Linked DNA regions of Capsicum annuum: region 1 is linked to region 2. A link is a contact called in public Hi-C data. All regions are on one chromosome and are shown on one strand. The core of a region is the stretch at or near the end of the contact, and the rest is flanking DNA. Distances in the headings are between cores, read along the strand shown.

Region 1 (2,888 bases), core at 21-2,520, 150 kb after region 2:
TTTGTATATGATATTGATATATAACATGATTTAAATTTGATCGAAAAAATTAAATGAAATGTAATACACATAAAGAATTGTATATGTAGTGGGTATAAACCTAGTTATCAAATAAATTCAAACAAAAATCATAAGATTTTTTATTGTATTTTATTAAGAATTACATACATAGAGATCCTGATAAAAAATATCATTTTGTAAATGAGATGAATATATAAACTGATTTCAATAGAATTTGTTATATCATTCCTCATTAGTAGATATTGTATCATTTTTATACAGTAAACTTTATAAGATTTTATATTATTTTCATAAATTAAAATCAAAGAACTCCGTGACGAGATAAAAGTAAAAGTAAATTAATTAAAATATGCAACTTGCTCAACCAAATATTTTTTCTTTTGTTGTTCCTCTTTTTTGAGAAATAGCAATTTTCTTCGGCAAACTATCACTTTGCATGTTTATAATAGGTTGTTTCAACGATGATGGTTATTTCGTATCAATAATATATTCGAAATCAACTCACTTTGATTGCTCAAAATACCATCAATCTCAACTTTCTTCTTCTTATTATTCTTGATTGAAGAAGAGGCGAAATACCGCAAATCAAACAAAGGTCTAGAGATCACAATGTGAACATAGGAATAAAAGAAATAATTCATATCAAACTTGAATTAAATCTCCACAAATCAAGTAAAATAATTGAAAAAAGAACAATAAAAGATTATACCTCAGAAAATTCAAACTCCAAAATTCTTTGAAAATTTTAAAAGTGAAAGATAATTAAGGTAGGTGATAGTAATGAAGAAAAAAATATTAAACCAGTAAAAAAGAGAGAAGAAAATCGTGAATAGTTGAAAATATAAATTAATGCTATTTTTCCATAAAGGAAAGCAATGTGTAGTGATAAATGATTTAGAAACAGTAGGAAACGTGCAGGAATAAATAAGTTATTTAATCCATATTTACTCCCTAAGAATATGATAATTGAAAGATAACACAAATTTAGAAAATGTTTTAATTGATATATATCTAATAAATAAATTTTAAAAAATAATCTATTTAAAAAATTGTTACTACCGACAATTAAAACCAGAATTCAATAATTATTAAAAAATATTACTACAACATACAATAAACAATCTAATAAATACATAAAAGATAATTTTCACTTAATATTAATATCAAACTAAAGAAAGATCAGTTCATGGTTAAAGCGATGACAGGTACATCTTTCAATCAGTGGTGTCATCGATCACTACTTGATCGTGAGCATACAAATGTCAGATCAACCTGCCCGCCTCCACTAATGATCACTTCAACATATGATGAAGTGCATGAACGAAGTCGAGGTCAATTCTATCATGTCACTTGCTAAACCTACTGCCAAATTAATGCCAAATTTCTGTTTGAGATGGCTTTGTTTTTACCTAGAACTCAAGAGTACGTTTGACAGAGTGTATAAGATAATATTTAACAAATTATATTAGTAATGGTGTGATTAGTAGTGATGGGACTAATAATACTGAAATTAATAATGTTGTTATTATTTTTTATACAATGTTTAATTTGATATATTGAAAACAATATGTATTGTCATATTTTAAAAATAATATTATTTACAAAAATGCCCTTGACATACTATAACTTTATGTACTTTCTACAAAGATTTATTATTTTTTTTAAAAATTAAAAAAAAATCAACAATATAACTAATAACTTACTTTGAAATTTTAAAATTTAATGATTCACTTGCAAAAATTATTTTTGTTTTATCTATTCTTTATTTGTTCATCATTTATTTGTTGTTCCCACTTGATGATGTTCTTAAGGAGAGAGAGATACATGTAATTTTGAATGAAACAATAGAATCATTGTTAACATAAAATTGTGTTCCATAGAGTGAAAGGTAAGAAAAAAATTATTTTTATTTGTAATATATTCTATTTTCAAAATTAAAGCTTGTATGTAATCATGCAATTTATTTTAAGTTTTGATCAATAAGTACTTTTTAAGTTAATGAAGTAATTTTTTTTATTACTAAAATTACTTGGAGCAATATTATCGTCTCGATAAATTGAAAAGAAATAACTCACATTGAATAAATTAAAAAAGATTTAGAAAAAATTTAAAGAAATTTGAGAGCTTTTTTGTCTTTACAAAATTAAAGCCTATATGTAATCATGCAATTTATTTTTGAGTTTTGATCAATAAGTACTTTTTAAGTGTATGGAGTAATTCTTTTATTACTAAAATTATTTTGAAAAATATTATCATCTCGATAAATTGAAAAGAAATAACTCACACTAAATAAATTGAAAGACTTAGAAAAGATTTAAAAAAATTTGAGAGCATTTTTATCTTTACACATATTTATCAATGAATTGTAATCCATGAACTACTAATCCCACCAAATTAGGCATATACTTTTTAAGTTAACGGAGTCATTTTTTTTATTACTAACATTATTTGGAGGAATATTATCGTCTCGATAAATTGACAAAAAATAACTCACGTTGAATAAATTAAAAAAAGTTTAAAGAAATTTAAGAGCATTTTTGTATTTACTCATATTTATCAATGAGTTGTAATTCATGAACTACTAATTCCACCAAATTGGACATACTCTATTAGTTATACACCCTATATAATACCATGTAGGGTGTAAAACTAAGTCATGTATTAGTTATACATTGCTCCAAATTTACTACTACCAAATAATATATTAAATAATACTACACTTTAATATATGAATTATCAAAATAATACACCCTACCAAACGACTCCTTATATTTTATGCATTTACTTGTGAAAACACCTTAGTCTCCTGCTCACAACCTTAATTCTCCTGCAATGCGCGATTAGTAAATGTTACGCTACTTCAGGAA
Region 2 (2,813 bases), core at 158-2,657:
TCCCAATGACTTTTCATCAGGACAAGATCTAGGCTTGCAGAAGAACACTGAACATTCCCCTGCAGATCTTTGCATTGGCAAGCCTGGAATGCAGTTCATCCTTACATCAAGAACCTTTCTTTGAATTAACTTCTTGCATTCTGGCCCAACCTTTGTGAAGTAATTATATGGTAGTGACAAATTCTTCAAGTTGGACAGCTTGCACAGCAGTTCAGGCACAGCACCATAGAACTGATTTTGTGCCAAGTTCAGTATCTGCATCTTAGCCAAACATCCAAATGAAAGAGGTATTATCCCAGTTAACTGATTTTTGCTCACATCGAAAATAGTGGCCTTACTTAAAAGCCCAATTTCATAAGGCAAGCACCCAGTGAGCTGGTTGTTCAAGAACAGTACTTCACGTAATGTTTTACACGCTTGGCCAATGCTACGGGGAATTGGACCAGTGAATTTGTTGTTGGCTAAAGTTAAGTAAAGAACTGGAGTTGATCCCAAGTTAGCAGGAAGTTTCTGCATTAAATTGTTGTTGTTGATGAACAGAACATCAAGGTTTAGCAAGAAAACTTGAGGCGGAACTACCCCGGAAAACATATTGAACCTAAGGTCCAAGAAATATAAGTTCTTGGCATTAAGAACGTTATATGGGAATTCACCATTATAATTGTTGTTGCTAAGGTCTAGCTCATAGAGGTAACGAAGATTGGCGATTTTTTTTGGGATTGTGCCTTTAAACTTGTTGGAATTTGCATGAAAGATTGTTATGTCTGGTAGTTCATCAAGAAAGCCATCAAGAGTGAGGTCAGGGCCATCAAACTTGAATTGATTAAAGTCCACCGCAGCTAATGATTGAACCTTATAGTTAGGAACCACTGCACAATGGAAACCCTTGTACTTGTTACAAACATCAGAGCCAACCCATGTGGTCGTAATGCCAAGGGGGTCATGCTTGATTTTGGCCTTAAACTTTTGGATAACATGATAGGCGATCTCGACACGTTTACTTTCAAAGAAGAGCAATGGTGGTGATGGTGGCGGAGGGCAAGGAGGTTCGGGTGGTGGAGGGGGTGGGGGACAATCTTGATTATCCGGGAGAGGTGGTGGTGGAGAATTACCACCACCTCCACCGATGATTATCTCCAATGTTTCTCTACTAATTTGGCCAAGAATTGGACTAGCAAGAACTAGACAATTCTGAAAGCATATTTGGAGGATAAAAACAATAGAGATAATGGTAGCCATTTGCTCATAGACTGAGGGGCAGTGGATTTGGAGTGATACAAAGATCAATTATATGAGGAGATTAATTGGAAAAATAGAGGAATAGACTAGTATTGGTTCATAGTCACGAGAAGAAAGAAAAGCATTAACAGTACAAACTATTTTGTCGACAAGTAACCAAGTTGTTGCCCTCTCACTTTCACATATGAACATTTTCGTCCTTTTATGACTAGTCAATGATTCCATAAATTATTGTGTTAAAATATTATGAGAAAAGACATCAATTTTTTTCTCGAACTTATTCGCTCAACTTACTTTATCACTTAAATTAAATTTTTATTTATTTACCCTTAATATGTTTAAAGTAAATTTATTTCACCTTCAAAATCACAATCCCAATTTCACAATAAAGAGTGCACTACACACGCGTCATGTCAGTACCAAATTAGTGTCACGTCAGTGTCATTTCATTGCCATGTAAGAAATTATAATTTTAAAAAAAAAAAAGTAATCTCACTCACATACTATGTTTATGTATTTTTGTTTTAAAAAGTAAAAAATATATATGTACTATTTATTTAAATATATATATATATATATAACTATATATATATAAATAGTACATATATATTTTTTACTTTTAAATATATATATATATATATATATTTAAATAATATTATATATATATTAAAGAAAATGCCCTACCCCACCCCATTTTTCTTCTTCTTCAGACCCCCCCCCCCCCCTCTCTTCCAGTCCCCCGCAACCCCAACCCTGTAAATAGGTACCCCCGCCCCCTCTCCCGCTCTTTCTCCCCTTTCAGCCCCACCCCTACCCCCTACTCTTTCTCCCCTTCCAGCCTCCCCCACCCCTTACTTTCTCCCCTTCCAGCCTCCCCCACCCCTTCTTTCTTGTTCAAAAACAAAAATACCCCCTCCTCTTCCAGCCCCCTCCCCTACAAACAGGTTCCCTCGCCCCCTGCCGTTCTTTCTCCCTTCCAACCCTCCCCACCTTTCTTATTCAAACATAAAAACACCTCCATCAAGTTAAAATTAATTTTTTCACTTATTTTACTGTTCAAAAATTGTTTTATTAATCAAAAAATTCAAAAGTAAAAATCAAAATAAATCTCATTGTTGATAAGTGGTTCAAAAATAAAATCATCAATTTAATTTAATATTTGTTCAAATTTTTAGGGAGTTGGATTGAAGGTTGAGATGGTGTTCAATAGAGAAAAAATTTTAATTCGGTGTCTTCATGTTTATTCTTTGGTGGTATTAATGAAGGAAAATAAAAAAAATTAAAGGAGAGTGTTGGTGGAGAATGGATTTGATGTTATTAATGAAGGAATTTGAGTGTTTTTCTTAATGATGTTTTGGAGAAGAAAAGAAGAAAAAGGTGTTCAGTTTTTTTGTTAAAAAGAATTTCTATTATATTTAAAATATAATATTAGTGAAATTAATTTTTGTTACAAATTAAACGTGCCTATTTTTTCTTGAAAATGTCATGTCAGTATTAGGGGTGAAATAAATTCACTTTAAAGATGTTAATGGGAGAAAATAAATGGAAGTTTAGTTTAAATGCTAAAGTAAGTT

What was found. Hi-C and Micro-C count contacts between places; a contact is called where the count stands out from the background.
Region 1: a contact with region 2 is called in a Hi-C map of leaf, with 2.6 times the contacts expected there. The contact joins the enhancer-like site here to the promoter of LOC107845650 in region 2. A contact is called at or near these places in 2 of 5 Hi-C or Micro-C datasets (both in leaf).

What each region holds. Positions count from the first base shown.
Region 1 is chr10:55,328,026-55,330,913 of UCD10Xv1.1, forward strand. LOC107845395 (phosphatidylinositol/phosphatidylcholine transfer protein SFH8) reads right to left here. Exons shown (of 14, transcript XM_047397921.1): 14 at 2,704-2,848. The coding sequence ends at 2,840. Among protein-coding and RNA genes, the nearest start is that of LOC107845395, 12 kb to the right of the region's middle. Within about 2 kb of position 1,271, at least 2 of the 5 cell types and tissues checked have an H3K27ac peak or open chromatin away from gene starts, as enhancers often do. A contact at or near this core is called in leaf, where this site is marked.
Region 2 is chr10:55,175,087-55,177,899 of UCD10Xv1.1, forward strand. It overlaps LOC107845650, which reads right to left and starts at 1,408. Exons shown (of 1, transcript XM_016690080.2): 1 at 1-1,408. The coding sequence starts at 1,239.